Linked DNA regions of Anas platyrhynchos: regions 2 and 3 are each linked to region 1. A link is a contact called in public Hi-C data. All regions are on one chromosome and are shown on one strand. Each heading gives the region's core, a stretch centred on a gene start, on an enhancer-like site or on the middle of the called end of the contact. The rest is flanking DNA. Distances are from core to core; before and after follow the strand shown.

Region 1 (5,054 bases), core at 793-3,292:
GTAGGTCACCGAGCACATTGTCTTTGCTTTCAGATTGAGTTTGAGAAATTACCAGCGGTGTCATGCTTATGCCTCCTGGCCATGTGAATAGAGGAAGCTAAGAAGCAACAATAGATTACATAAAGCAGGGAAATCCCCCTCAAACTTCTCCCAGACTATCTTAAACTGAAGTTGATTTGCATACATACACTACAAATAGCTTTGCAATGGCTTCTGGCCCCATGAAAGGGTTACATGTGCTTGCCTATAATCATTTAGGCCAGTTCCACCAGTTGAATCACTCAGAGAAAATAAAATAGGCTGAATGAGAGCCCGTATAGAAACCCAGGCAGTTTTATGTAGCATCAGCCTACTTCAGGTAAGGACACAACTGGGTAACGCTATGCCATAGAAGATCAACGGGAACGGTTTGATACCTGGTAATAATGAGTGGTTATTCTAGAAAGCCAATGCCAAAAAGCTATCTTAATGTTTATAATTTGTGATGACGGATGGATGGTGTCTTTCTTTGGCTGAACTTGCAACTGAGCTTCCAGTACAAACCCTGCTTGGTGGAAAATGGACCTTACTGAAATCCAGGAAAAAGCTGTAGTATCTTATAGATGAAACCTGTGACCCACTGCTTTTACAGGCTCTGAGATTCATTAGGCCTGGCATTCCTGCATGATGCTGTTCAAGAAGCAGTGGTGTTAAACATACTTGCAAAATTCCTGTGATTTTTTAAAAAGTCACAGTTTAACAGAAACAAACAAATGACCAAAAAAGAGATAGCGTAGTGAAAATGCATACTTGCTGTGTTATCTCAGGCCCAGAAATCTAGTTGGCTAATCCAACATTTACAAAAATCTTTTACATCAGTTTTAATGTGCTAAGAATGACAATGTTTGTAAGCCTAGTGCATCATGACTGCGGAATGCCTAAATTCTTGAAGACAGATGGTATTTTCTGTTCCCTTGCTGAGGGACTTTATCAACTAAAAATAATGTTATTTTTCCCATTAACTGGTTTCTTATTTTGGGGGCTTTTGGAGCCGAGTTGTGGTTTTTTATTTGTGTATCTGTGTGTGTGTGTGTGTGTGTGTGTGTGTGTGTGTGTGTGTGTGTGTCTGTTTGTTTGTTGTTGTTTTGTTTTAATAGGATAAGGATATAAAGTTCCCAAAGGCTCAGTAAGAGTAGTTTCTTTGGAAAGAATTTGCTCACCTACTCCCTTTCTTATCTTTCTGCAGAAACGTGTTTTCAGATACGTTTACTGCCAGCCCTGTTGCAAGCAAGGCACAGTGTAGGCAACTACACTGATTCTTTAGGCTCTCCCAGTAAATTCACAGAAAGGATTTTCTCTACATTTTTTTTCTACATTTTCTCTACAGCTTACCTTGCCAACCTGTGTAAGCCTCCTGATTCTTCTATGATATCCCCTCAGTTAATATTAATAATGTCATGGCCTGTTGCAGGGGAATACCATGCCTTGCATCCTCCTCCTTTCAGCTTTATTGACTTTCTTCAAGGCTTTGATACAGCCCAATAGGGATCGGCCCGGTAGGAGCTGGCTGTTCTGCAGGGTCCTTGGGGCAGAGCTTGTCACAACAGATCAGCTGTAGAAATCGGAAGAGAAGTACATATTTGAGTAGGAGCGTGATACCTTGCAACGCACTTAATAGCAGTGAACAGGAGGACATGACACAATCTGACTGATGATTCATTTTGACCTTGGGTATTTTGGTCTTAATAACGCTGTGTGTTTCTTCAGTTTGTGTTCTTTCCGTCAGTTTGCAGGTCAATTAGAAAGGCATTAAAGGATGCTTTTATTTTGTCTTTTAATATCTCCTCTCACAAAAAGCAGTCCATTTTGTCCATAAGGTGTCTAATCACAGTAATTTAATATTCTTTGTTTACATAGTAAACTTAATCCCAAAGCACTTTACCTCCTGGCATTGACATGGGACCAAGATTAAAAATGGAACAGCTCGTACTGGTTAGGAGGGAGGCTCTGCTCTCAGCCGAGGCATTAGGAAAGCACATAGGGCGCAGCCATAATATTTGCTCTGAATCCAAGGCAATTTGCTAATAGTTGGAAGATATACTGGTATGAGCTGTGCTCTGCTTAACTCTAGGAAACGTGTTTGAACTGTAGAGAGAAACCTGTGGTAGAGAATGTCAGTCTTTTTGCACATCCCATTCTCTGTTAATAGGCTCTGGCTAACAAAAAACAGTTTTACTGGGAAACCAGAGTGATGCAAAGCTCCTCAGCAGGTATACACTGGCACTGGGAGAGCTCTGCCAGGGGGTGACAGAGGGGCCTGGACTGTGCTAAGGTTTGGCTCCAGAGCATGAGGAGCATCAGAAACTTTGCCACACAGAATGGGAATGAGTCTGGATATTGGTAACTAGAAGGACAACCAGGCAGGCAGCAGAATGAGGATCATTACGCAGAAATTAATCCGTTTTCAACTAATCTGTGAAATTAATTTATACTGAAATGTACCTTTATTTGTTTTGTGGATTAAACAGGTTTCCAAGTGGCTGTTCACCGGAGGAAATACTAACTTTGTCATCTCAGTCTTATACATTGCTATTGAGGTTCTGTCTTTATTGTGTGTTTCAGATGGAAAGGATCAATCAGATTTAACCTGGGAAGGAACCAATCCTGCCCTGCAGACCATACAAGTGAGAAACACTGTCTTGAAAAATACTTTAGCTGATGTTGCTTTACCCCGCACTACTGGTGCGACTCCTGGCCATCTATCCAATCCATAGAAAGGGCAAATGCAAACTCCACTGAGAAATGAATAAACAACACTTTTTCAAAAATTCAGGCATTCTTCTTTTGCCTCTTTAAAGACTAACTTCAAAAGCAGATGCTGTTCTCTGTATGTGAGGTGCCATATTAAACTCTGGAATTATGAAAATTCTGAATTTTGTTCAGGTTAAAATGCTAGTTAAGAAACATAAGCCACACACACCTTCCGAATTCACCCCTACACCTCACCAGTCTGCAGGAACTGACAAACGCACAGCACTTGCTTTCCACAGCCCATAACATAGGGAAATGTTCGCTTCTGCTTTTTAAGAGAAATGGTAAACCCACTCGTTGGTTTTACTAAGAAGCGATAGTTCTGTGGGCTCTTATTCCTGTAATTCTCTTGTAAATCATCAGGGATGATGTAACAGAGTTGGCTGTAGCAGGGTACTGGCAGTTCAGAAGCGAAGGAGAGCAGGTAGGAATCCAAATGGTGGGAAGGCTGGCGTGTGTTACAGCTGCTTAGCTTCTTCTACCTTCAAAGCACTGTTGGAGCGTTTGCAACATGACTGCAAAGCACAGCACTACGTACTCACCTTCCAGACTGAGTGTATGACTTGCTCAAGGCCGCTGAAGGCACTGGCTGGGCTGTGATCAGGACCAAGTTGCTCCCAGCTCTCCAGCCTCACAACCCTAAGGACAGCCTTGTGTGTGCTGAGTTAGTGCCGAGGGTTGCTGCGGTCCCCCTCGGCCCAAGTGGCTGGTTCTGTGCTCTGCACTCACGGGGAAGCCTCTCTGAGCAGCCTCCTGGAGAGCAGAGCATTACGAGCAGAGCACCCTGTTAAAATTACTGCGTGCCCTTACAGCGGCGGTGCAGGAGGCTGGGGAGGTGCTGGGGTGTGGAAGCCGATGTCCCTTTGCTCCCAACCACCTGAAAGGATGGCGTGGAGCAGACTGCTTCAGCTATCCTGTTACACGCGTGCTCGCACAGCTTTGTGCTCTCCTTGAACAGGGAAGTTTCCAAGTTTCCATCACAACAAGTAAGCTACTCCACTTCAATAAACTACTTCTAAAAGCTAATAGGTTTCACCTTGGGGAAGAGCAGTTCTCCAGTTTTAGTGTTACCAATTTTGTGCTTTGAAGAAACCTTTGTAAAATTTCATTTTAATTTTGTTTTAATTAAAGTTTAGATTTTCTTCTTGACAGCGTTGCACTGCTGCCCGGTCAGTCAAACCCTGCTGAACTTGCTTGTAGCCATTTTATCTGGGTATCTTGTAAATATTTGGTAGAGCACTCAGACACAGAAGTGTTTTTTGCTCTTACAGTCACATGCCTGGTTCCAGGACCTTTCAGAAGTACAAAAGGCTGAAGGCAGGGAAAATTCCACTGAGACACATTCAGGTCTCCAGGGAGCAACTGCACTCTGTTTAGACTAAAATTTCTCATTGCTGGTTCTCCTTTTTTTTAAACATGGAGAGATAGAGAGGGGAAGCTGGAGGGTAAGTTTTTTTTATTATTATTATTATAAACACAGAAATGCAAGCACTGTTTCTCTCGTTTCTCTCATATTACAGGAACATTTGCAGTCAGAGGGAGATAAGCTTTTTAATGCTCTCTGCACAACCTGGGAAATTTCCATCCAAGTTCTAAAATGTTTTACAAACATTAATGAATTAAAGCTTAATCCCCTTCTTCTCAGCCCTGTGAAGTAAGTCCTAAATACAGTTTAAAGACAGGGATAATAAGTCTAAAAAAATTGTAAGTACCTTGCCTGAAATCACACAGGCAGTGTGGCAAGAGGACTCAGGTCTTTGAGTCCCAGCCTTCTATCTTTTCTGTCAACACAGACAACACAATTCCCTCCCGCTTCAAGGCTCGCTATGCTTCCCCTTCTGGGATCTAGTGAAAACATGCTGGCGTCACACCTTGACAGAAGCTGTTTTTTTCCCCCCTTGGGATACAGAGAATTCTCACTGCTGCTGTCCTGTGGGATCAAGATGCTGAAAAGATCAGAGAGGGATGTGAGCCGGGAAAAAAATCAGCAAGTCACTGCTCCATCTGCCCTGGACATGTCCTGCCTTTGCTGCTGCCTCTGCATGCACCAGCAGGAGCAAACTCTGCTTTCTTATGTGCTCCCATATCATATTCAGGCAGGACTCTGGCAGAAATGCCATAACCAGAGCGAGCTCTTGGCTGACAAGAAACTGGGCAGAATAGCCAATAAGGCATTCCCCTGTATTAAATATCTGAGTTCATTAGCCTCCTGTTTGTGACTCACAGTCTTTATTATCACAATCCCATAGCTACTGCTGCAGCCG
Region 2 (5,054 bases), core at 1,104-3,603, 63 kb before region 1:
AAAAGGAGGCATTTCTGAGCTGGGGGACCATGGATGTCCCAGAAAGAGAGAGGCATTAGAGATTGAGGGCTACAAAACATTCCTGTATTTCAGAGAAGACCTTGATCCCCAAGACACTGTGTTCTCCCACAGGATTAGTTGCCCTTAGATTAACCTCATTAGCAGTAATTATAAAGTCTGACACATTTCGTTGTCATCATCTCTCCTGTATCATGCTGTAGGACATCTTCCTCGTGCTTCTGTCTTTTTATCTATCTGGTAGATTAGAGACCAGAGTTCTTTGACTATGTTATCTCTCAGGTTTTTTTTTTCTCCTATGTAAGCTGGACAGTTTTAGCACAGGATATACTGCAGTGATCTCAGTTCAGAACTTCACTTTTGTCAGGCAAAAGTGAGACAAAAAGGACAGCTAGTTACTGTTCAGATAATAACCCTAACACCACCAGGGATAAAATGATGTTTTGTCTTCAGGTTGGGATTCCATTCCCGTGGTTTGCCCAGGCCTCAGTGAGCACAGACATGGCAAAATGCTCCCCGTCCTGCCGAATTACTGGGAAGGAGACGGCCAGAGCACCAGTGTCCTGGCAGCTTGAGGGAAGAGTAATAAAGTACCAAGGGCACTGTGTGTAAGGCAGCCCAGTCTGAGCAGCAGAGAAAAGCTAGCAAGTGCACAGACCGCTCTCAGAGTGGGCTTTTTTGAAGGATGTATGTGCACAAAGGACAGAGAATCTGTTCTCGCTCCATACAACTTGGTTTACATTATATGCAACAAGATACCCTGGAAGCTTGCCCTTCTTTGGTTTGGTTGCCACTTGTAATGTAGAATGCAGGTCCCATTTGATCTCCATGAAAAAAACAAACTGTTGAGAGACCCTGTTGTGTGTACTCCTCTCACCAGAGGGCAACGAAGTCAAGTTGCATAGCACAGGACCGTCCAGCACCACACAAGTGATGCTCCTTGTGTGCTGAAATCTGAAGAACACCACCTGACGCGGCACCAGTATTTGAATAGAAAGGTGGCACTGGGTCAGGGTGACTCCTGCACAGCAGGTGGCATGCAGATAAGCAGGCTGCCCCAATTGTCCACAAAAGATCATGGGATACCAGTGGGAGGACTTGGCAGCAGTCACTGTAGCAGGAACTGGCGTTCACACCTACTTTGTGGCAGATAAACTTATCTGCACCTCGGTAAATCTGCTTCCAAAGTGGCTTTAATAGCCTACGTTAATAAGCCAGATGCATTGCAAAAACAATAGGGTTTGGAGGCGAGATGCTTAAATTCAAAGCAATTGAAGTCAACCTGCGGAACAGCTAAGTGAAGAAATGCCATGATGGGCAGGCGGCCTGCAGGAGGGGAAGCTGGAAGAGATCTGAGCCCGAGCTAGTGCCAGTCCTTGGAGGATTTTAAAGGGGGCTGATCTGAATTGATCGAATTAGAAGTGAATGTGACAGTCTAACGGATGGAAGGAACTGCATTCGTAATGTCTTCATTTTTCCATCACCTTTCCTCATCCTCTCCGGAGCGCTGCTGTTGCATCTCACAGCATTGAACAGCTCAGCCGAGCACTGGCACTTGGTATTCCAGTCAGACCCGGTCCTTTGCAGGGTGCCAAACAGCCCAGTGTCGATGCCTCAGCCCTCCCCCCAGCCCCAGCACACAGAAGCATCTATGCGAGGCCTTACAAAGCCTTTTAAATGTCCTACAAATGGGACAAAGATAGGAGGAAATGAGATCTCAGATTTCAAGAGTCCATTTAAAAATTACACCATGTGGGCGAACTGGGGCTCTCACCAGCAGGCTTTGAGAAATTGAACTTTTGCTTTTGGGTACTAGCTTGACCTTGATCCGTGAGGCTGGTCACAGCTACTATTTAACATTTGGCCCAGAGGCTGTTGGAGAAAAGCATGTCTGGAGGGTGTTTCAAGGGACAGTGCCTTTCCGTGAAGCCCAGAGGGCAGGTGGAAGCTGAATGCCTAGTTGGTTGTTCAAAGAGGAGCTCCCCTGCCTTGTCAGAGAGGGCTGAGGGCAGGACAGGCTATGGAGGAGCAGCCGAGCAGCAGGCCACAACACTGCCCTTGCTCATAGCTTGCTGTGGTGAAGGTTTTTGGCTCTGAGGCTGTCAGTCCTCCACCATATGTGACCACAAAAAGCGTGCGTGCCACCAGAGCTGGCCTGGGAAGATGGCGGCGGGGCCGGGCTGAGCTCGGGTGCCCCCGCTGTGCCTTCCCTCCCTTGGGACTTGATAAATACCCCGCGCCTTCCCCCGCCCTCCTGCCCATTTTCCACAGCAGAGAGCAGACACAAGGGGACCCTTTCATCTTGGCACATCCCCTAGCTGATTAATGTGATGCAATGTTCCCACAACAACAACACTATGTCGGCCATGTAATTAGGCGGGAGATAATGAATGCTTCAGAGACTATTCAGGCAGCGGTGCCCGCCTCCCCGCCGAACAAGCTTCTTTCTCAGCAGTGAAGCCAAGTGGAAGGAGAGGCAGCAGAAATGCCATTGGTGCTGCGCCTAATTGTGCTGGAACCGGGGGCTCTCGCAGTAGAAAAGAGGGTAAGGGCCGGTGTGGGAGAGATGGGCGAGTGGGTCCACTCCGGTATCTCAGGGCCAAACTTTTTGTTGTGTCTTTTCATGTGTTTGACCTTGTGGCAGGAGAAGCCTTAAATGTGCACATCTCTGGCTTCCTATGTGTGTGCCTTTTTTGTTTCAAATCATTAGGGAAAGCCATCATTTAATAAGCATAAGAGTCTGTCTTCTCAGTAACCCAGAGGCAAAGATGCTGGTGCTACTTAGTGGCCTTTGAAATGTGGGAAACACACTGGGGACACAATAGGCTTATTCTCTTTTAGGGGGCTTTACAGTTAAGCTGCCATTGTCTAGCTAACATTAGCAAGAAAGATACTCCCCTTTTTCCCGACCCCTATGTAGACTCTGAGAAAACAATCAATTGGTTTAAAATGCACTACCCAAATGTCTTCAGATTGCCCGAGAATAAAGCCAGCAAGTAGCCGAAAGTCTGTCTGATCAGCTGGAGGCCAATGAATCTACTGTCAAAGGTCTTAGCAGAAATTCATTCCTCTGCTCAAACAGCTTTCTGTTTGTTTTTTTTTTTATTGTTCGTTTGCTGATGCGAAGTCTTTTTAAACTTCGATTCTGGGTATACTGCATACTAAATGTAGGCAGTGCAGCCTTGTGTGAACAACTGTTAGAATTCATCATGAACTTACTTCAGTAGTTATGAAATTAAAAAGGTAACTGAAGTTGTGCATGAAGTGCAAATAGGCAGAAAACAGCTGTTTGTGATAGCAATGAAGCAGGAAAAGAAGCTCAGTTCATGTGCGGATTAGGTTAATTTCTGAGCAAGAGGCTGTTGCGCATTGGAGTATATCAGAAAGAGCAACCAACAATTTATATGATAAAACAATTTGTATACACACTCATATTTAAGCCTGCTTCATTCCAACAAGCTCTAAAGCCATAATGTGCCCTTTTGTCAATAAGTACGTTCCCAGGCTGACCCACTGAACACTCTGCTGAATTAAGTGACAGACTCTTTTGTGCATCCCTTCTTGAGAGGCAAATGGATGCAAGTTATATTATTCTGCTGCTGAAACCCATTTTCCAATCAATTTATTATATAAAGTGCAGTGCTTCTCACTGAGGCACATTTTGACTCTGCAGCAGATAGTACACAGACGATTCTTAAGCCTTCCTAGTATACACGGTGTCAAAAAACAGATTTCATTCCGAAGCTTTTCACATTGCGAAGTAACTGTAGAGTTGGAAAAAAAAAATCTGGCAGGGAGACCAGCTTTTACAAAAGAGAATCCGTTTCACTCACATCTTCACAGAGCTGTCCAGTGGTATGCTTAGTCATGTGCCTCCGTGTCATGCAAACACACTGCATTCATTTGTGCTATACCATTGCGTCCTAAAGCAGATGCACGTAGTCTCACTATAACCCTCAGATCATGTGTCCTCTGTTTTTCCTTCCTCTGTCACATGCACAAACATGGCCTATGGGGTCTATGTGCGCAACACTGAAGGGAAACAGATGACACGTGGTGTGAGGGTTACAGTGCTTCTAAAATTGATGATCAGCATTTTATCAGTGTCAGGGACTCAAAGATTAAGAAGCAAAAGAAGTGATCTGGAACTAAGGAGTTCAGTTGTTACAAACCAAGGCTGAGAAAGACCTCTGTCCTGAAAGGAGATTAAAATGTTTTCCTTCTGTCTATGCTACTTGCTGGCAAGACATGCTCTAACATGAACTTATGTTAGTACTTCTCTCAGTAGCACAGTGTCCTCCAGGGAAACATGAAGTCAATGTCGTCATTGATTCGGATCTGTAAACTGTATCTATATTAACGAGTGCCATTCCTATAAACTGACCGGGCTGATGTACCGATATTTCATTATCTTACTGACAGCTTGAGGCAGCATCTTGTATCAAGGAATGCACTCAGCATGTATCAAAAGGAATTAGCACAAGCACAACTCATGCAGTATCTATGAGACCAGCTTGCTCTCATAAAGTAGAATATCTCCTTGTGATCTCTCTTTCCCCTCTGCCTAATCTGGTAACAAAGCAAATTGCACCGAACTCCAGCAAGCATTGCACATCTGGGAGAGGAGTTCTCCGTACAAAAGACATTCAGTCACCAAGAGTTCAGTGACGTGACCTTTCTCAGGGCAGCTTGCAAAGCGATTGGCACTCCTAGAATTGTGATGTTGACAACATCTGGAGCTCAGTTGTCTCCGGCAAAAGCCCAGATGTTTTGCTTCTGCTGGTCACAAACATCTCTCCATGTTCACTGTTCTAATTTCTGTTTAAAGTTGGCTTCAGCCAAGAAATGAACATAAATTTGCTTGGAAAATGTCCCAAAGAATCTGCCATCTGAACTTCAGAATGTTTTGCTGTTTTACTTGCTCTTGACAGGCTCTGGAATCTATCCAGCTCTCTAGTTGGGATGGAATTTCTTTTGCATCTTTTCCATTGGCCCAAGTGGTGTGAGGACCATCTTAGTTGCATGTAGTAGCAAGG
Region 3 (5,054 bases), core at 814-3,313, 54 kb after region 1:
AGTCGGGAAGGGACTGGGAGAGGGCGATGCAGTATGCAGCCAGTGGAGGGAGCTGGATCCGGACATTTCCTGCACATCTGGAAGTGCACAGAGCTGCTGGTGCCCTCTGCAGCTGGAGAGGTAATACAGTCACAGTGAAAGCATTAAAAGGCACTAATTTTTGTAAACGTTATTGCTTTTCATCGTAAATTTGGCACTTAAGGTTTAAGCCAGTGGGTCTACGACAGGCAGGTGGACACGTTAACATCCAGCTCCGACTACGGGGCCGGGGGAGTTCAGCTTAACATCGTAATAGAGGTGGGGGGGAGCAAGAGGAAACCCCAGATTAGTCGTCGGAGATGGAGAGTCTGCTGAAGATGGGAAGACGTCTTGAGGTGTCCAGGATAGGGGAATCTGAGCCGCTGTGGCTGCTGCTGGAGCTGCTCAGATAGCCCTCCTGGTCAGAGAGGGAGTCCTGAGGACTGGGCGGCGAGTCAAACAAGTTGGGGGACTCGGACATGGGCCTGAACAAGAACGTGGTGGGGGAGCTCCCGCTGGGCACCTGCACCCCCATGCTGGGGGCGAAGAGACTGACCAGCTCCTGGCTGGAGAAGGTGAAGGGGTTGCTGGCGCAGTCAGGCAGGGTGGGGGAGCCCAGCAGGTCGTCGGCGCTCAGCATGGGCGGCGGGGTGATGGAAGTGGGGCTGTCCAGCAGCCCGCTGGCAGCAGTGCTGGGGAAGCCTGCGAAGCTGAAGCTGTGCTGAAGGCGGGGTCTGTCAGTGACGGCGGGCTCCCGGCCGCCCGCCACGGCACGGCGCTCCTCGGCGTTGTGGATGAAGTGGCAGCGCGGCCCGTAGGGGCAGAAGCCGATGGTGTGGAAGGTGCGGCAGAGCTCGGTCTTGTACTTGGGGTGGCGGGTGAGGCTGCGCAGCTCGTGGATGCCGTGGGCGAACTGGCACTTGTCGCCGTACTTGCAGGCGCCGTTCTCCTCGAAGGGGCGGCACAGCTCCGTCTTGTAGCGGCTGGAGTTGACCTGGCCCCCGGGCTGCTTCTGCTGCAGCAGGCGCTCGCCGCCCTCGGAGAAGGAGCGGTCCCGAAAGCGGCTTTCCCGGGGGCCCAGCATGGGCGCGGGCTCCCCTTTCAGGCTGCTGAGGAGCTGGTTCTGGTGGAACTTGGAGTTGGGCAGGGTGACAGAGTGCCTCCTAGGGAAACCCCCGCCGGCCGGGGTGCCCACCGCCTTCCTGTCCAGCAGGCACCCGCTGACACCCGAGGGGCTGTAATTCAGCATCTTGTTGCTCTGCGGGCAGAAAGCAAGCACCGGTCACTGCCACCGCCTCAACGCAACTCTCCCCGGACGGGAGGCGACGCCGGGAGCCCTCGGAGGGCTCAGCCTCGGCGGCACAGCACGGCACAGCACAGCACAGCACAGCCCCCTGCACGTCCCGCCCGCCTGCTAAGAGCAAAGCAAACCCCGAGCCGCCCCTACGACCACCGTGGGGGCGGCTGCTGCGGGAGGAGCCCCCCGGGGGGAAGGCGCCGAGGGCTCGGGCTGCTCCCAGCCCTGCTCGCTGCTCCCCGCCCGGGCACGCTGCAGCGGGCGGCGGCAGCAGCTCGGCCCCCGCCCGGCCCCGGCCCTGCCCTGCCCGGCCCCGAAGCGGGGAGCAGGGAGAGGGGCCCGGGCTGAGCCCCGCCCGGCCGGGGAAAGTAAGGAGGAAAACGCAAAAAAAAAAAAAAAAAAAAAAAAAAGGATAAAAAGTAAAGCAAAAAAAAAAAAAAAAAAGCGCAGAGAGCCCCTGCAGGCGCCAACCCGGAGCGCGGCCAGCCGGCGCGTTTACCTTGCATAAAACTTCGCTCAGGTCGAAGATGGTGGGCGACACCAGGGCTGTGGACATCTTCGGCGAGCGAGGGGGGAAGCGGCAGGGGCGGCGGCAGGCAAGTGGAAGGAGTCGCGGTGTGGGTAAGGCGCAGCCTCCAGCTCGCAGCCTCCAGCGCTGCCTCCCCCCGCTGCTGCTAGCGCTGCCTCCGCTGCCGCCACCAGCCCGCCGCGCCCGCTCGCCGCTTCCAGCGGGCTCGGGCAAAAAGCTCAACTTATAAAGTTTTCCGACTTACCCCGGGAGGAGGAGCCGGCGGCGGGAGGAAGGGGAGGAGGAGGAGGAGGGCAGGGTGATTGACACCGCGTCTGAATCACCCGGGCGGGCAGGCCCAGAAAAAAAAAAAAAAAACTTCTCGGGGGAGGGAGCGGGGGGGTGAAGAAGATGGGAGGGGGAAGGGAGGGGAAAAAAAAAAAAAAAAGAAAAGGAAAAAAAAAAAAAGAGCGCGTCCCTTCCAGAACAGCCCCTGCGGGCAGCGCTCCCCTCCCCGCCCCGGACGCGGCTGTGCGCGGCTGCTGCGCGCGTGTGTGCGCGTGCCCGCGTGTGTGTGTGTGTGTGTGTGTGTGTGTGTGTGTGCGCGTGCAAGTGCAACGCGCGGCCCCGCGCAAAAGCCGCGCAAGTCCCGCGGCGCCCGCCCCTGCAGCTGGGGGCCCCCGGCAGCCCCGGGCTCGCTTTGTGCCGGGCTCTGCGCGGGGAGCGAGCTCGCAGCCGCCTTCCCGAAGTTGCTAAAAGGCGGTTTTAGAAGGGTGCTCGGTGCGCTCTGCCTCTCTTCTCCCCGTATGCTCTCTCCTGCCAGTCCCCTCTTTGAGTTGTAAAACTGAAAAAAAAAAAAGACTGTGTCTCTGAGCAAGTAATCTGTTCCAGATTTCAGTCGGCACAGTGTGATTCATACCGATATTGATATGGCGGGGGGGTGAGGGGGGGGGAGGAGGACGGGGGTAGTTTCGGTGTAAAAAAAGCCAAACGTCTCAAGGCTTCCTGATAGCAGGCTGCCTCAGCGCCACGGCGGCTGCCCTCCGAGGCGGCCGAGGGGCTGGGGGGGCGAGGGGCCCCTTGCCGGGGTCCCCCTGCCGTGGGTCCCTCCCGGCCCCCGCAGGGACCCAGCGGCCAGCGCCTTGAGGACTTGAAGCAACTCATCCGCTTCCTCCGCTGTTTGCTTTAGAGTCTCGGGAGCCGGACTTTGAACTGGCGGCTGAGCTTTTTCCCCTCCTTCGCTCTTCGAGAACGGCCAAAACAACCAAGGAGAGGAACGCCCACGGGCTCTGGCTATGCCAGAGTCCTTTCTTTCTTTCTTTCTTTCCTTTTTTTTTTTTTTATTATTTACTTAGGGAGAGCAATCAGGTTCCTCGAATTTCCTTCTCTTTCTAGTTTCTTTTCTTTCGCCTTGGCCAGAAGCGAGGAGTAACCAGGGGAGAGACCAGTCTATTATTTTCTGCAGTTGTTTACTGATTCTGTAGATGGTGCTTGTTCCCAGGGCTCCGAGCCTCTCTATAATTAAACCCATTTTAATTGTTAGGTTAGAAACGTCATTTCGGGGACTTTCCAAGAGTTACCGAGAAAGCCGGCCGAGATAACTATTTCACTACTGAGTTGCTCTGAGCCGTTTTTGTTTTTTTCTTTTTCTCGGCTTCCTCCCTGCTCCCTCTTGTGCTGAAATGTGCATATTCGCTCGCCCCACGCGTGCGTATGTTTTGGAAACTTGGGGTTTGAGGTCGCGCATTTCCACGCATCGAGCAGCGAACGCCGAAGCCGAGAAGGAATTTTTTCCAGTGATTTAGCTTGTCAAAACCTGACTCCGTGGTGGTCTGCTTTGCATTCAGCGCGCACATGCTCAGAGCAGGAATTTAGCTGCTCGCCCCACCTCGTGGCTAAAAGTCAGAGCCCTCCAGGCCAAAGTGGGAATTTGTGTGGGCATGAATTCACACCGACTGGAGGAATGAAAAATCAGAGCCTTGCACCTTCTGCCAGAGCCCTGCAAGAACTTTGATAAATGGAAATGAATAAAGATAGGTAAATGAATAAATGAAAGTAAATTATTAAAGGAGGTTACTGAAAAAGTGAATGAATGCATGCCATGCTCATTAGCCACCCTGTGTGGGGCATGTTCCAGCTGGGACACTACTGCTGGGCCCAGGGAACGGCAATAAATGTCCAGGGCTTCTGAGCCCGACCCAAGTCCCTCTTCAGCACAGGAGCAGCATCTGTAGCATTCTCACTCCCCAGTTCTGGTGCAGGCAGATGCTAAACTTGTCTCAGAATAGACACAGATAAGGGTCCTGGTCCATGCACGCATCCAGCCGAGCAGTTATAAACTGCTTTCCAAAATTGGAGCTGGCATACGCCAGAACGGCCCGAAAATGGGGAACAGACTAGGGGACTGCAAATGAAAACGACAAGCCGGGAGGTTTAAAGAAGTACTTCTTCAAATCGCGCGTGCACGAAGCTGTGGGCTCATTGGCACATGATGCTGTGGAGGTCAAAAGTATAAACGGGGTCAAAAAAGCAATTTGACAAATTTATGGAGGAAAAGTCCCTGGAGGTTTACTAAAGCCAAAGGCAGACCTGAACTGTGTGTCGCTGGACAATGCCCAGTGAAGTACTGCTCTGTCATCCCCCTGCACTTTCCCCTGAGTATTGACTGATTTTGGCGGTAAGAGGAAGGCTAAAACAGACTCTTGATCTGACCCAGTACAGTTATTTTTACATAGTCCTGGCCTGTCCTTGCGCTCTGTACTCCATCAAACCCTAATGGACTCCTCTGGAGCATGGGTTGTGTGAGGAGCCTCGCAGAAGCCCCTGAGGCGCTGGCAGGGGCTGACCCGAACCCTTGCTCCCGCACACTGAGCCACTTTACCTCCCAGCAGCTCATGGCGCTGCTGCAGCCAGACACACCTTTTCCTGTCATCTCCTGCTTTTCGTGGGCCTGCGGACATCAGCGGGAGGCCTCACTGGGGCAGCCAACGCTCCCACCGTGCAGGTGGAGCTGCGTACCCTGTGCTGGCTGGAGGTGGGCCTCGCACGCGTGGCTCTCGCGGCACAGTGTGGAGGTGTCCAGGCCGGGCAGGAGAAGCTCCACGCTGGGAAGTAGAGGTCAGCGCTGTCTCGTGCCTGGGCCACTGGGCTCAGCTTCCCGTTCTGGCCTCTGCGAGAAGCTGGAGAAGAGTCCCACGGGGTGGCTGTGCTCTTCACTCAGCTGAACTCCCC

What was found. A called contact is a pair of places that touch in the nucleus more often than the background predicts.
Region 2: a contact with region 1 is called in a Hi-C map of F5 follicle, with 2.0 times the contacts expected there. The contact joins two enhancer-like sites. A contact is called at or near these places in 4 of 8 Hi-C or Micro-C datasets (F5 follicle, liver, skeletal muscle and 1 more).
Region 3: a Hi-C map of F5 follicle shows a contact between it and region 1, with 2.5 times the contacts expected there. The contact joins the promoter of ZFP36L1 here to the enhancer-like site in region 1. A contact is called at or near these places in 3 of 8 Hi-C or Micro-C datasets (F5 follicle, skeletal muscle and small yellow follicle).

Annotation. Positions count from the first base shown.
Region 1 is chr5:37,455,704-37,460,757 of IASCAAS_PekinDuck_T2T, reverse strand. The region is part of intron 11 of RAD51B (RAD51 paralog B); the gene reads left to right. LOC106017967 (a long non-coding RNA gene) reads right to left here. Exons shown (of 4, transcript XR_011809713.1): 2 at 1,372-1,591. Among named protein-coding and RNA genes, the nearest start is that of ZFP36L1, 53 kb to the right of the region's middle. Within about 2 kb of position 2,042, at least 3 of the 8 cell types and tissues checked have an H3K27ac peak or open chromatin away from gene starts, as enhancers often do. A contact at or near this core is called in F5 follicle, where this site is marked.
Region 2 is chr5:37,519,385-37,524,438 of IASCAAS_PekinDuck_T2T, reverse strand. The region is part of intron 11 of RAD51B (RAD51 paralog B); the gene reads left to right. All of the region lies in intron 1 of LOC119717003 (a long non-coding RNA gene), which reads right to left. Among named protein-coding and RNA genes, the nearest start is that of ZFP36L1, 120 kb to the right of the region's middle. Within about 2 kb of position 2,353, at least 4 of the 8 cell types and tissues checked have an H3K27ac peak or open chromatin away from gene starts, as enhancers often do. A contact at or near this core is called in F5 follicle, where this site is marked.
Region 3 is chr5:37,401,743-37,406,796 of IASCAAS_PekinDuck_T2T, reverse strand. ZFP36L1 (ZFP36 ring finger protein like 1) reads right to left here and starts at 2,063. Exons shown (of 2, transcript XM_038179267.2): 1 at 1,815-2,063; 2 at 1-1,276. The coding sequence starts at 1,871. The coding sequence ends at 326. It overlaps LOC119717004 (a long non-coding RNA gene), which reads left to right and starts at 2,421. Exons shown (of 3, transcript XR_011809715.1): 1 at 2,421-5,054.